Linked DNA regions of Macaca mulatta: region 2 is linked to region 1. Evidence: chromatin contacts called from public Hi-C data. All regions are on one chromosome and are shown on one strand. Each heading gives the region's core, a stretch centred on a gene start, on an enhancer-like site or on the middle of the called end of the contact. The rest is flanking DNA. Distances are from core to core; before and after follow the strand shown. Region 1 has its middle 280 kb from the start of PHLPP1. Region 2 holds the start of PHLPP1 (PH domain and leucine rich repeat protein phosphatase 1).

The links. A called contact is a pair of places that touch in the nucleus more often than the background predicts.
Region 2: a Hi-C map of cortical neurons shows a contact between it and region 1, with 5 times the contacts expected there. The contact joins the promoter of PHLPP1 here to the enhancer-like site in region 1. A contact is called at or near these places in 6 of 14 Hi-C or Micro-C datasets (CD4 T cells, blood, cortical neurons and 3 more).

The regions. Positions count from the first base shown.
Region 1 is chr18:17,891,860-17,897,995 of T2T-MMU8v2.0, reverse strand. No RefSeq gene overlaps it. Among named protein-coding and RNA genes, the nearest start is that of PHLPP1, 280 kb to the left of the region's middle. Within about 2 kb of position 3,320, at least 2 of the 40 cell types and tissues checked have an H3K27ac peak or open chromatin away from gene starts, as enhancers often do. A contact at or near this core is called in cortical neurons, where this site is marked.
Region 2 is chr18:18,175,260-18,181,395 of T2T-MMU8v2.0, reverse strand. It overlaps PHLPP1 (PH domain and leucine rich repeat protein phosphatase 1), which reads left to right and starts at 3,530. Exons shown (of 17, transcript XM_015122148.3): 1 at 3,530-5,248. The coding sequence starts at 3,682.

The DNA.
Region 1 (6,136 bases), core at 2,071-4,570:
CATTTAGGTTATCACTGTTCTACATTTGGTCAAGATTGTTTGTTTAAATCCTTGGAAAGTTTTTTTTTTTTTTTTTTTTTCGTTTCAAGATTTTAAGTGGGCACTCCTCATCTTGTAAGATTCTTGGGAGCGTGACCTTGCCTTACTAACTTATCTCAGGGGCTCCCTCTGTGCCTGGCACATTACAAGCTTCCAGCATAATTGTATGTATAAAAGAATGCATCAGCTTTGCGAACAACGTGACCCCATTCTTTTTCATTGGCACCCTTCTTATTTAGCACCAGATATGACTAACCATCTTTACACAGGCACTGGAAATGGAACAAAGCCTTATTTGCCCCAGAAGCTACAGACACATTTAAAAATATAACCAAGAGTGCTTTTTCCCAACTATAAAATAATGCACACAGAAAAGCTGGAAAAGATAGAAACATTCAGGAAGAAAAAAGACAGCTCCTGACCTGAGTCTAGAGATAAACCTATTACCATTGTTTAATTTTTGTCCAGCTTTTTTTCTTTCTTTCTTTTTTTTTTTTTTTGAGATGGAATCTTGCTCTGTCGCCCAAGCTGGAGTGCAGTGGTGCAATCTCGGCTCACTGCAAGCTCTGACTCCCAGGTTCACGCCATTCTCCTGCCTCAGCCTCCCGAGTAGCTGGGACTACAGGCGCCCGCCACCACGCCCAACTAATTTTTTGTATTTTTAGTTGAGACAGGGTTTCACCGTGTTAGCTAGGATGGTCTCGATCTCCTGACCTCTGGATCCACACGTCTTGGCCTCCCAAAGTGCTGGGATTACAGGCCTGAGCCACCACGCCTGTCCAGCTTTTTTGCTAAGCATCATTTTAAAATAATTGTGATTATGCTGTATTTTATATCCTTTTTGAAATTTTGTTGTGCATCTTCCCTTTTTCTTAAAAATTCTTAATATTCCCAAATTCACCTAACAGAATTGCTATGTATTCAAGCGTATTAATAATGCATTTATATGGTTTTCAGCTTTTTGCTATTGTAAATAACACTTCGTTGAACATTGATAGGGTTTAACTGTGTTCCCACCCAAAATCTCATATTGATTTGTAATTCCCATAATCCTCACCTGTCATGGGAGGGACCAGGTGGAGGTAATTGAATCACGGGGGTGATTTCCCCCGTGCTGTTCTCGTGATAGTGAGTGAGTTCTCACGAGATCTGATAGTTTTATAAGCGTCTGGCTTTTCCCCTGCTGGCGCTTATTCTCGCTCTTGCTGCCATGGGAGGTGGTGCCTTCTGCCGTGATTGTAAGTTTCTTGAGGCTTCCCCAGCCATGTGGAACTGTGAGTCAATTAAACCTGTTTTCTTTATAAATTATCCAGTCTAGGGTATTTCTTCATAGCAGCGTGAAAACAGACTCATAAACATCTTTGCCATTATCTTTTTTCTTTTTTTGAAACAGAGTCTCACTCTGTCACCCAGGTTAGAGTGCAGTGGCACAATCGCAGCTCACTGCAACTTCTCTCTCTGGGGTTCAAGCGATTCTTGCGTCTCAGTCTCCTGAGTAGATGGGATTACAGGTGTGCACCACCATGCCCAGCTCATTTTTGTATTTTTAGTAGAGAAGGGGTTTTGTCATATTAGCCAGGCTGCTCTTGAACTAGCTTCAAGTGATCTGCACCCCCGCCCCACCAAAGTGCTGGGATTGCAGGTGTGAGCCACCGTGCCCGGCCCCCTTTGCTATTATCTTGATTAGAGGTTATGAACAATTGGAGCAGGAGGTAGAGAGCTGAGGCTGTTCCTTTCTACAGCATAGAAGAAGTAGCTTTGGATTTTAGGTGAGGGTGGGTGCAGCCCCTATAACACTGGTGAAGGGTGGGTGGGCCCAGGGCAGTGGGGCAAGAGTGGAGGAGAGTGCTGAGGTCAAAGCACCTACCACAAACGGAAGTGTAATGTAAATTTTTTTTCCTTTTGGAAGAAAAAGGTTGAGTGAAGAGAAAATTCTGGTGTAGCATTGGATGATTTTTAAAGGGTTAAACAGCTCAGCTTTGGGAAGGAAAATCAACATTTTGTTCTTACCCTTTGCAAATGCTCCTTTAGTGGCTGGTGATGGATAGCAGGTTTCGATGACCTGGTTTATGGACTCTTTAATCTAGTAGCTGCAAGTTCATGGTAAGATGTAAAATGTTAAGATGAGTTCCGCATAGGTGGTACTTTGCAAAACATAGGACGCTGGTGTTCTCCTTGAACTCAGCTTGGCATATTTTGTTGCTCAAGCATTTCACAGTCTATTAGAGTCAACGTCATTTAAAAAAATTATAGGTGCCAAGGGTTCTGGAGCAGACAGCTCTGAGTTCAAATCCTGGTGCTTCCCTAATTACTAGGTGACTGCTGTGGTCTGAATCTTTGTGTCCCGTCTAAAATTCGTATGTTGAAATCTGATCACCAATGTAATGGTATTTTGAGGTGGGGACCTTTGGGAGGTGATCAGTTATGACAGATCTGCCCTTATGAATGGGATTAGTGCCCTTATAAAAGAGGCGCAAGGGAACTGCCTTGCCTCTTCCAATGTGTGAGGACACAGGAAAGGTGCCATCTCTGAACCAGAAAAGTGGGACCTCACCAGATACCGAATCTGCTGACGCCCAGCCTCCAGAACTGTGAGCAATAAATTTCTGTTGTTTCTGGGCCATCCAGTATGTTAAGGTACTTTTGTGGCAACAGCCCCGAGTCAGCGATCTCGGCAGTGTAACCTCCCAGTGCTTTGGTGACTTTATCTGTAAACTGGGATTCACAATACACCGTCATCAATTCAGTGAAACAGTGTACCTGATGTCATTAGCACAGGCCTGGCCTGCGGAAAGGCTTAATTTCAAAGTGTCTCACATGCACAGAAAGAAAAACAGCCACCCAGCTCAGGAACAGAGACGGCTTCACAGAGGGCCACATTCTCCAGTGGTTCTTGGGGATGTTTGGGAAGTGGCCCATGGGGAAGTGGGGTAATGGCACCCCCGCCAGGGAACAGGTGTTTCAGGCATGTGAAGTGTGGATGCTAGCAAGAAGTTCAAGTTCTCAGCCCTGATTCCTAACGGCTTCTACTGGATGATTTTGCATTTTTTACATCTTCCTAGGTCACATGTAAGAGAGAATTGTCCTGCCTCCTTAAAATAATTATTCTTCTAAGAGTCAAAAATGATTAGATCTTAAGGAACTTTTTCTAGGCAAACAATAAGAGGAACATATCTTCCTCTATTCTTCTTTGATGTTGAATTTAGTATTGTTTAAGTAGTCTGGCATAGACTGGTATACTGTTGGTGGATTTCAGTGTCTCTTATGTACTTTAAATACCATCTGTCTGGTGCTAGCCCAGTGTCTACTGTCTTTCTGCCTGTGAATATGTAATAGGCATCACAAACACATCTCATCCAAAACAGAACTCCCGGTTTGCTACTCCAGACTATTTCTCCCATAGTCTTTTTCATCACAAAAATGTCACCATTATCCACTCATTTGCCCTGCCCTAAATCCCAGGGATCATCCTGGATTCCTTTTTCCCTCCCTACTCTGACTCTGCACAGCCAATTCATTGACAAGTCTGTTTCTTTTTTCTTTTCTTTTTTTTTTTTTCAAGACAAAGTCTTGCTCTGTCACCCAGGCTGGAGTGCAGTGGCATGGTCTCGGCTCACTGCAGTCTCCACCTCCTGGGTTCAAGCAGTTCTCCTGCCTCAGCCTCCCAAGTAGCTGGGATTACAGGCACCCGCCACCATGCCTGGCTAATTTTTGTATTTTTAGTAGAAACGGGGTTTCTCCATGTTGGTCAGGCTGGTCTTGAACTCCTGACCTCAGGTGATCTGCCCACCTCAGCCTCCCAAACTGCTGGGATTATGGGCGTGAGCCACCGCACGCAGCCTCGTTTTTTTAAAGACATATCCCAGCCATCCACTTCTGTCTGTCTCCGTAGCTCCTGTAAGCTACCATCATCTCTCATTTGCACTTCTGTAGGAGGGTCCATTATGCACTCACAGCCATCTGTTTCCCACCAGAGTCATCATTTTTAGTGCACATCATGCCAGATTCCTAAGGGGAAGTCTCCAGTGGTCTTCCATCATTTTAGAAGACAACCCAAACTCCTCATCAGGGCCCCTGTGGTCCTATGTGATCTGTCCACCTCCCAGCCATGGGCTTTTGCCCTCTTGCCCTCACTCCACCCTCTGGCCCCAGGATTCTCAGCCTCAGCATCAGGCACATTTCAGTCCAGATCATTCTTTGGTTGGGTGCTGTCCTGTGTATTGTGAGAGAGTTAGTGCCATCTCTAGCTGCTACCTGCTAGCTGCCACTAGCAGCCTCCCACACTGCCGACAGCAACAGTGTCTCCAGACATTGCCAGATATCCCCTGGGAGGCAAAGTCACCCCCGGTTACAGTCACTGGTCTAGTCACATCAGCTTCCTTCCTGCGGCGCGAGCCTGGCTGGTCTCCATTTAGATCCATCGTAGTCGCTCTTCTGGTTTGGGTCTGCTGTGCTTCCTCCGAGAGTCTTGTGTCAGCTCCTTCTCTGTTCTGACCTCAGCTCAGATGTTGCCTCCCCACAGGGTAACCCAAGGGTCTTCTTTGACCACCCTGACTTGGAAGGCACTCCCTTCCAAGTGTCCCGAATATGACCAGCGGTGCCAGGCAGAGAGCGGGCGCGTGGGAGACAACGGCTGTGGAGTGGAGACATCAATAACATATTTCGCCTTTACTGAGGTTCCTAGAAGGTTGGGGAGTGGTGGCATGGGGGTGCTTGGGATCATTCCAGGGTGAGATGACCCGAAAAGTTGTGGGAGTCGGGGGCTCGTTTTGTTTTTTGTTTTGTCCGCACCTTCTAGGCTCAGCCATCTTCTTCTGGTGAGCTAAGTGCCAGGGGTCTCTGGTGAGTGACCCCACAGATCTTACCCAGAGGTGCCATGCAGCCTTCTTGGCTCTGATAGAGGGGTCGCTTCTGGGATAGCCCAAGCAGACGTGCAGCAGGTCGAGAAGAGCCTGGTCTTGGAGAGGTTTTTGACTAAAAGGGGTCATTGAGGGTTGTGTCTGGTCCAGGAAGCTAATCCAGGAACAGGAAGGTGCTGTACTGGGAGCCAAGGCATGGAGGCCGGAGCCTCCCTCCCTCCCGCAGAGCATGGCACCCAGCCCGTCCTCCTGACTGTCCCGTGCTCTCTGCCTCCTCCCTCTCCAGGTCTCATGTGATGCGTTTCTGTGCGGCTGCAGGCCCAACCTCTTGATTCTCCTCTCTGCCAAATACCAAGGCCAGCTCGGTCTCCTTTTGACCTCCGAAGCTGTGGATACAGTGAATCACTTTTTCTCCTAATTGTCTCCTCTGCTCTTGGCTGACTTCCTTAAAAGAAAAAAAAAATCAATTGCAAGATTAATATTAACCACAAAGGACCTGTTTTTCCACTTTCTTTTTACATCTGATTTTTCAATCTCAATTGATTCCTTTTGCTGCAACTACAGTAGAAGATGGTTAACTATTAGAGGCAGGAGCTTAGTGGCAAAGGCATATTGATAGAATTTATATCAAATACTGAAGTTGCAACATAAAAATGAATCACTTTATTGTTTCCTACAGACATGCAGCTGCTCAAAACAGCATGCTCCCAGGTCACAAATGTGTATCAATTAGCATATAACACATGCCCGTTGGCCTTGAGCTAAGCATCCAGGACTCTTGGCCTTTGTTCCCCAGGAGGAGGAAATTCAAGCAAGAGTCTCTGGTTCTCACTGCAACAACATCCATATGTGTGCCCAGCCTGGGATATCTGGTGTCTTTGGACTCCCGAGAGTTCGTCATGTTTGTAGCTCTGTGGTATGCTCCTGAGGACAGATGCTGTCACTCCAGCTGCTTCTCCACCTGGACAGGCAGATCTCGGTGACAATGCTGAAGAAATACATTTAAAAAGGAATTGGAGGCCGGACACAGTGGCTCATGCCTGTAATCCCAGCACTTTGGGAGGCGGAGGTGGTTGGATCACGAGGTCAGGAGTTTGAGACCAGCCTGGCCAACATGGTGAAACCTTGTCTGTAATAAAAATACAAAAATTAGCTGGGTGTGGTGGCGCACACCTGTAGTCCCAGCTACTCGGGAGGTTGAGGCCGGAGAATCGCTTGAACTGGGGAGGTGGAGGTTG
Region 2 (6,136 bases), core at 2,281-4,780, 280 kb before region 1:
AGCGATTCTCCTGCCCTAGCCTCCTGAGTGGCTGAAATTACAGGCTCCCGCCACCATGCCCGGCTAATTTTTTGTATTTTCGGTAGAGGCGTGGTTTCACCATGTTGGCCAGGTTGGTCTCGAACTCCTGGCCTCAGGTGATCCGCCCACCTCGGCCTCCTAAAATGCTGGGACTACAGGTGTGAGCCACTGCGCCCAGCCTGAGCAATGTTTTTTGTACAAATTTTTTCCCCTTGAAAAAGGTGTTTTAGTTATAAATACCTTCAAACAGTAAACAAAATTCCTAGAGAATAAACAGGCAGAGTCATGGTGATTGTATAATGTTAAATAATAGGAACCATAGGTGGTTACAATACGGTATTATATTTTCTTAGAGAAGGAGCAATGGTGACAGAATTTATGATTAGAAGAAACATTCTGGGTTAGGTATGGTGGCTCACGCCTGTAATCCCAGCCCTTTGGGAGGCGGAGGCAGGTGGATCACTTGAGGTCAGAAGTTTGAGACCAGCCTGGGCAATATGGTGAAACCCCATCTCTACAAGTAGCTGGGCATGGTGGTATGTGCCAGTAGTCCCAGCTACTCAGGAGGCTGAGGCAGGAGAATTGCTTGAACCCCGCAGGCAGAGGTTGCAGTGAGCTGAGATGACACCATTGCACTCTAGCCTGGGCGACAAGAGTGAAACTCCATCTCAAAAAATAATAAACAAACAAACAAACAAACATGCCGGCCATGGTGGCTCTCGTTTGTAATCCCAGCACTTTGGGAGGCACATAAGGCACATGGGTCACCTGAAGTCAGGAGTTCAAGACCAGCCTGGCCAACATGGCAAAACCCTGTCTGTACTAAAACTACAAAAATTAGCCATACATGGTGGTGTGTGCCTGTAGTCCCAGCTACTTGGGAGGGTGAGGCAGGAGAATTGCATGAACCTGGGAGGCGGAGGTTGCATTGAGCCGAGATGGCGCCACTGCACTCCAGCCTGGGTGACAGAGCGAAACTCCGACTGAAAAAAAAGAAAAAAGAAAAATAAAATAAATAAATATAAAGGGGTTTGTAGGAAATCAACTAAGGAATATAAAGAGGTATACAAATTTCACGTTTTAGTACTGAAATTTAACATGTGACTTGTTGTTTAAATTTTATTAAAGGATGCCTAAATTAAAAGACTATTCTTTCAATTTCTAGAACAAATAGTTTGTGTTGGGGCTACTGAAGGCACAATATAAATCAGTGTAGTTGAAAGTTATCGCAATATAATTACCTCGTTGGTTCTTTCCTTTCTTTCAGAGACTGATCCTTCAACAAATGCACATTTTCATTGATTCCAAAAAATTTCATTCAAACTTTGGTCTCTATTGCCTGACTTCTTAGACTAAGTTCGTTCCCCTTGTTTTGTGTCTATTTCCATGGTACCTCGTATTTCCCCCTTCTGTACTTCTATGTCATTTTTTGAATGTTCTTCTTTCTAACCTATAAACTCTATGAAGGCAGGGACAGTGTGATTTATTCAACTGCTGTAACACGGTGACTTGTACATAATAAATGTTTGTAATTATCTGTTAAATTAATTGACTTGAAAATGTTATCACTCTTAGGAGAACTTGCAATCTCCCTAATTTTTAATGTGTTGCTGTTGATTGAATTTAAATAACATACATATTATTAATAGATTCATGAGGCTAAGGGGTGAAACTTTAAATGAAAATATAGAAAATCATCGAGAATGTAAAAAATCATTGAGAAATATTTATTTTTATCTCCATAGCTTCTTCATTCTTGTTCAATGAAACCGTGATAACCTAAGCAGGTCTTTCCTTGCTCTAAGTTCCATTTGGTCTCTCTCTCCAACCCCCTTCACTCTTCATCTGCAAGTTTAGTCACTTTATTGAGGTTAAAACAGGTCCTGGATAGTATGTGGTTTAAAACTGTTTAAAAGTTTCACATGTGAAAATCCAGATTTAGGGCCTGGCGCGGTGGTTTACGATTGTAATCTCACGCTAGAGACCTGCCGGGGCAGCATGAAGGGACTCCCCACGCCCACTACAAAACAGTATAAAAATTGAGCCGGGCGTGGTGGCACGCCCTGTAGTCCCAGGTACTCAGAGGATGAGGTGGGAAAATCACCTGGGCCCAAGAGGCGGAGGTTGCAGTGAGCCCAGATTGCGCTACTGCACTCCAGCCTGGGAGACAGACCCACTCTGTGGCAAAAAAAAAAAAAAAAAAAAGAAAAAATAAAAAAGAAAAAAAAAATCCCGAATTATAAAGCAATTGCGGGAATGGTAATTCAATTAAAAAGGTGTACTAAATTCTTTTAAATAGTAAACTGCCCTAGTCCAGCTTACAACATTGATTCAACTTACGAAAAATACTTTTCAGACCACGACTAAACATTGTAGCAGTAGAAAAGATTTTTTTTTCCCCTGAATGACGAAAGAAAAAAACAGAGAAGACGTTAAGAGAGAACACATGGAAAAAGCCCATCTCATACTCCATTCTAATGTTTCTTCTACTTTCCAGTGCTTTCCGTGTCATTAAACTACTTCAAACTTCAAGATCAATGGGGAACAATGAAACCTCAGTCCTTTGCCATTTTCCTTTTCAGATACAGGAGAGGGAGAGGACAGGTTTAGGGTTGTGCCTTCCAACAAGAACATTCAACGACAGCCTCACTTAGAATTCCCAGACACTGCCTGTCTTCCTGGGTCTTGAAAAAGTGGGGGAAAAGTGAGGTTGGCCCACTCAGACTGCCAGTGATGCTGTGGTGTGACGGGTGTGTATCTCTATCTCACACAATGGGCAGAGGTGAGGACTGGGACCTGGGACCTTCGTACTGTTTAGAGTCCCTGAAAGTCCTCACCTTTAATTAGTAGGGAAAATAAAAGTCATATGGCAAGCTGGAGTGCAGGTAAAATACAAGTTAATGAACATGAGCATTCTTGTTCATTAAGAACTCTGGCACAGAGTTCAACGGCAGAGGGCACAATACTCACTGGCCATGGCCAGCTGCTGCCGGCCAGGAGGAGCACAGCCAAAGGACCGCTGGGACTTGTAGTCCACCATGTCTCCCTCGGGATTGCCGGTCCCGTGACGAGAACCACAACTCCCAAGGTGTACCGCGCGCCTCTGTCTTCACCGCCCTCTCCGAGGCCGGCTCAGGAACCTCCCGGGAAACTGCCCCCCACCCCGCCCCCGTACGTACGCGTCACGTTTGTTTACCCTGAAGCTCCGCCTCCGGCCATCCCCCGGCTCTCCCCACTCCTCCCTGGAATGCCGTCATGCCGGCGATGAATATTCATGAGGCACACGCGGCCCTCCCGCCCTGCCAGCCTCCCGCCTTCCCGCTCCCGGAGGGTGATTAATATTCAATGAGCCCAGATCCGCGGCTGGTTCGCCGGGTTGAGGCGGGGGGAGCGGGCGGGGCCCGCGCTGGGGAGCCGGCGACCGGGGCGGGGAGGGCGTGTGTCGGGGGGGCGGTGGCGGCGAGGCGGGCGCGCGGGATGGAACACTGAGACACCGACGGAATGCTTCGAATCGCCACATAATCCCCTGGAACGACCGCGCCGAACGCCATTGGCTTCTCCCTTCTCCGCGCGCCGTCGCCGTCTCCCACCTCCGCCTCATCGCCTCCCTCTCCGCCCGCTGCCTCCGGAGCTGGGGGGGAAACGCGAAGCCCCACTGCAATGGAGCCCGCCGCCGCGGCCACGGCGCAGCGACTCCCCGAGCCCGGCAGGGAGGACCGAGCTTCGGCTCCGGCGGCCGCCGCTGCGGCAGCAGCGGCCGCGGCGGCTCTGGCGGCGGCGGCTGGGGGCGGCCGGAGTCCGGAGCCCGCGCTGACCCCGGCGGCCCCGAGCGGCGGGAACGGCAGCGGCGGCGGGGCGCGGGAAGAGGCCCCGGGCGAGGCGCCGCCGGGGCCGCTGCCGGGCAGAGCAGGGGGTGCCGGGCGCAGGAGGCGGCGTGGGGCGCCCCAGCCCATTGCCGGCGGGGCTGCCCCCGTGCCCGGGGCCGGCAGCGGCGCCAACTCCCTCCTGCTGAGGAGAGGGCGGCTGAAGAGGAATCTGTCCGCGGCCGCCGCGGCCGCCTCGTCGTCGTCGTCGTCGTCGTCGTCGGCCGCTGCTGCCTCGCACTCCCCCGGCGCTGCCGGCCTCCCCGCCTCCTGCTCGGCCTCGGCGTCGCTGTGCACCCGGAGCCTGGACAGGAAGACGCTGCTCCTGAAGCACCGGCAGACGCTGCAGCTGCAGCCGTCGGACCGGGACTGGGTGAGGCACCAGCTCCAGCGCGGTTGCGTGCACGTCTTCGACCGCCACATGGCCTCGACCTACCTGCGCCCGGTGCTCTGTACACTGGACACCACGGCCGGCGAGGTGGCCGCCCGCCTGCTGCAGCTGGGCCACAAAGGCGGCGGCGTGGTGAAGGTGCTGGGCCAGGGGCCCGGAGCTGCCGCCGCCCGGGAGCCCGCTGAGCCGCCCCCCGAGGCCGGCCCCCGGCTCGCGCCCCCGGAGCCGCGGGACTCGGAGGCGCTGCCCGCGAGGAGCGCGCCGGGTGCCGTCGGGGGTCCTCCGCGCGCGCCCCCCGCCGACCTACCCCTTCCCGCCGGCGTCCCGGGCGGGTGGTCGCGCCGTGCCAGCCCCGCGCCCTCGGACTCCAGCCCCGGCGAGCCTTTCGTCGGGGGCCCTGCCTCTTCTCCCCGCGCCCCGCGGCCTGTGGCCTCCGACACCGAGAGCTTCAGCCTGAGTCCCAGCGCCGAGAGCGTATCCGACCGGCTGGACCCCTACAGCAGCGGCGGCGGCTCGTCGTCGTCGGAAGAGGTCGAGACCGACGCAGCCTCGGCCCCGACGGCGGTCCCGGGCCAACCTCGCCGTCCCGGCCGCTCCGCGCAGCCCCTCCCGCCTCCCCAGACGGCCTCCTCGCCTCGGCCGCAGCAGAAAGCCCCGAGGGCCGTTGACAGCCCGGGCGGGGCCGTCCGCGAGGGGTCGTGCGAGGAGAAGGCGGCGGCATTCGTGGCCCCGGGAGGCCTCCAGTCGATCCCCTGGAGAAGCGGGGTGACCGCGGAGAAGGCGGCTCCGCCGCCCCCGCCGCCCACCCTGTACGTGCAGCTCCACGGAGAGACCACCCGGCGCCTGGAGGCGGAGGAGAAGCCATTGCAGATCCAAAATGACTACCTCTTCCAACTGGGATTTGGGGAGCTGTGGAGGGTGCAGGAGGAAGGCATGGACTCGGAGATTGGCTGCCTCATCCGCTTCTATGCAGGTAAGGAAGTCACCTGCCTTGACGGGTGAGTGCAAACGCTGCCGAGGGCCGAAGAGTGATTCAAATTGCTTGTCAGTTTGCCCAACCCAAGAGTAAGTGCGGGTCCTGGTGAGTCTTTGTCTTAAACTTTACAGCTTTTTCATACAGTCTGTGTATACTAAATTGAGCAATCTTTAAATCTGCGCGTTTTATTAATCTTGAGGGCTCAGAGGTTGGAAAGCAATGTCAAAGAGGTGGCTGAATCACCAGGAAGTACAGGAAGCAGATCCCCCTGAAAGCGGCAAGAGCACCTTTAACCATAAAGGTGCTTCCTCGGGCTTGTTGGGTTTCAGGCTGTTTGGGATTTCAGGTAAACTGTCACGTGAGCATAAGACGGACCGAAGAAATGAGAACAAAAATGCTAGAACAGTCTTGACTGCATTTGACTGCCCAGTTCAGCGTTCTAGCTGTGTGTGCCACCGGGAGCTCCTGACTTGTCAACTGGTGCCTTTGTTTATTTAGCTCTGCCACACTCATAAATTACCCACGGAGCCCTCATTAGAAATCTGACAAAAGGGCCCCTTTTTAACTGACACTTTTCCCCAGCGCTTTTTTGCTCAATTTCTGTTTCGTCTGCAAGTTTGTCTTGCATTAAAAAAAAAATGTTTTTTCCTGTTTCTCTCATTTCTTCCAGCCTTTATAGTCAGAACTGACCACTGCAATACGACTTGCAGAAGGGTTCACAAGAAGGATTTAAGTGGTTTACTATTTCTTCAGATGTATCCTAAAATTTTCCCCTGTCTTTTTTCAGTACATTATCAAATTCTTGACTAGGGGTGATCCATGTAATATTTCTCTTTTGGCTAAAGACTTGGCTAGTACTAAATTCAGGAGCTATAGATCCTGGAT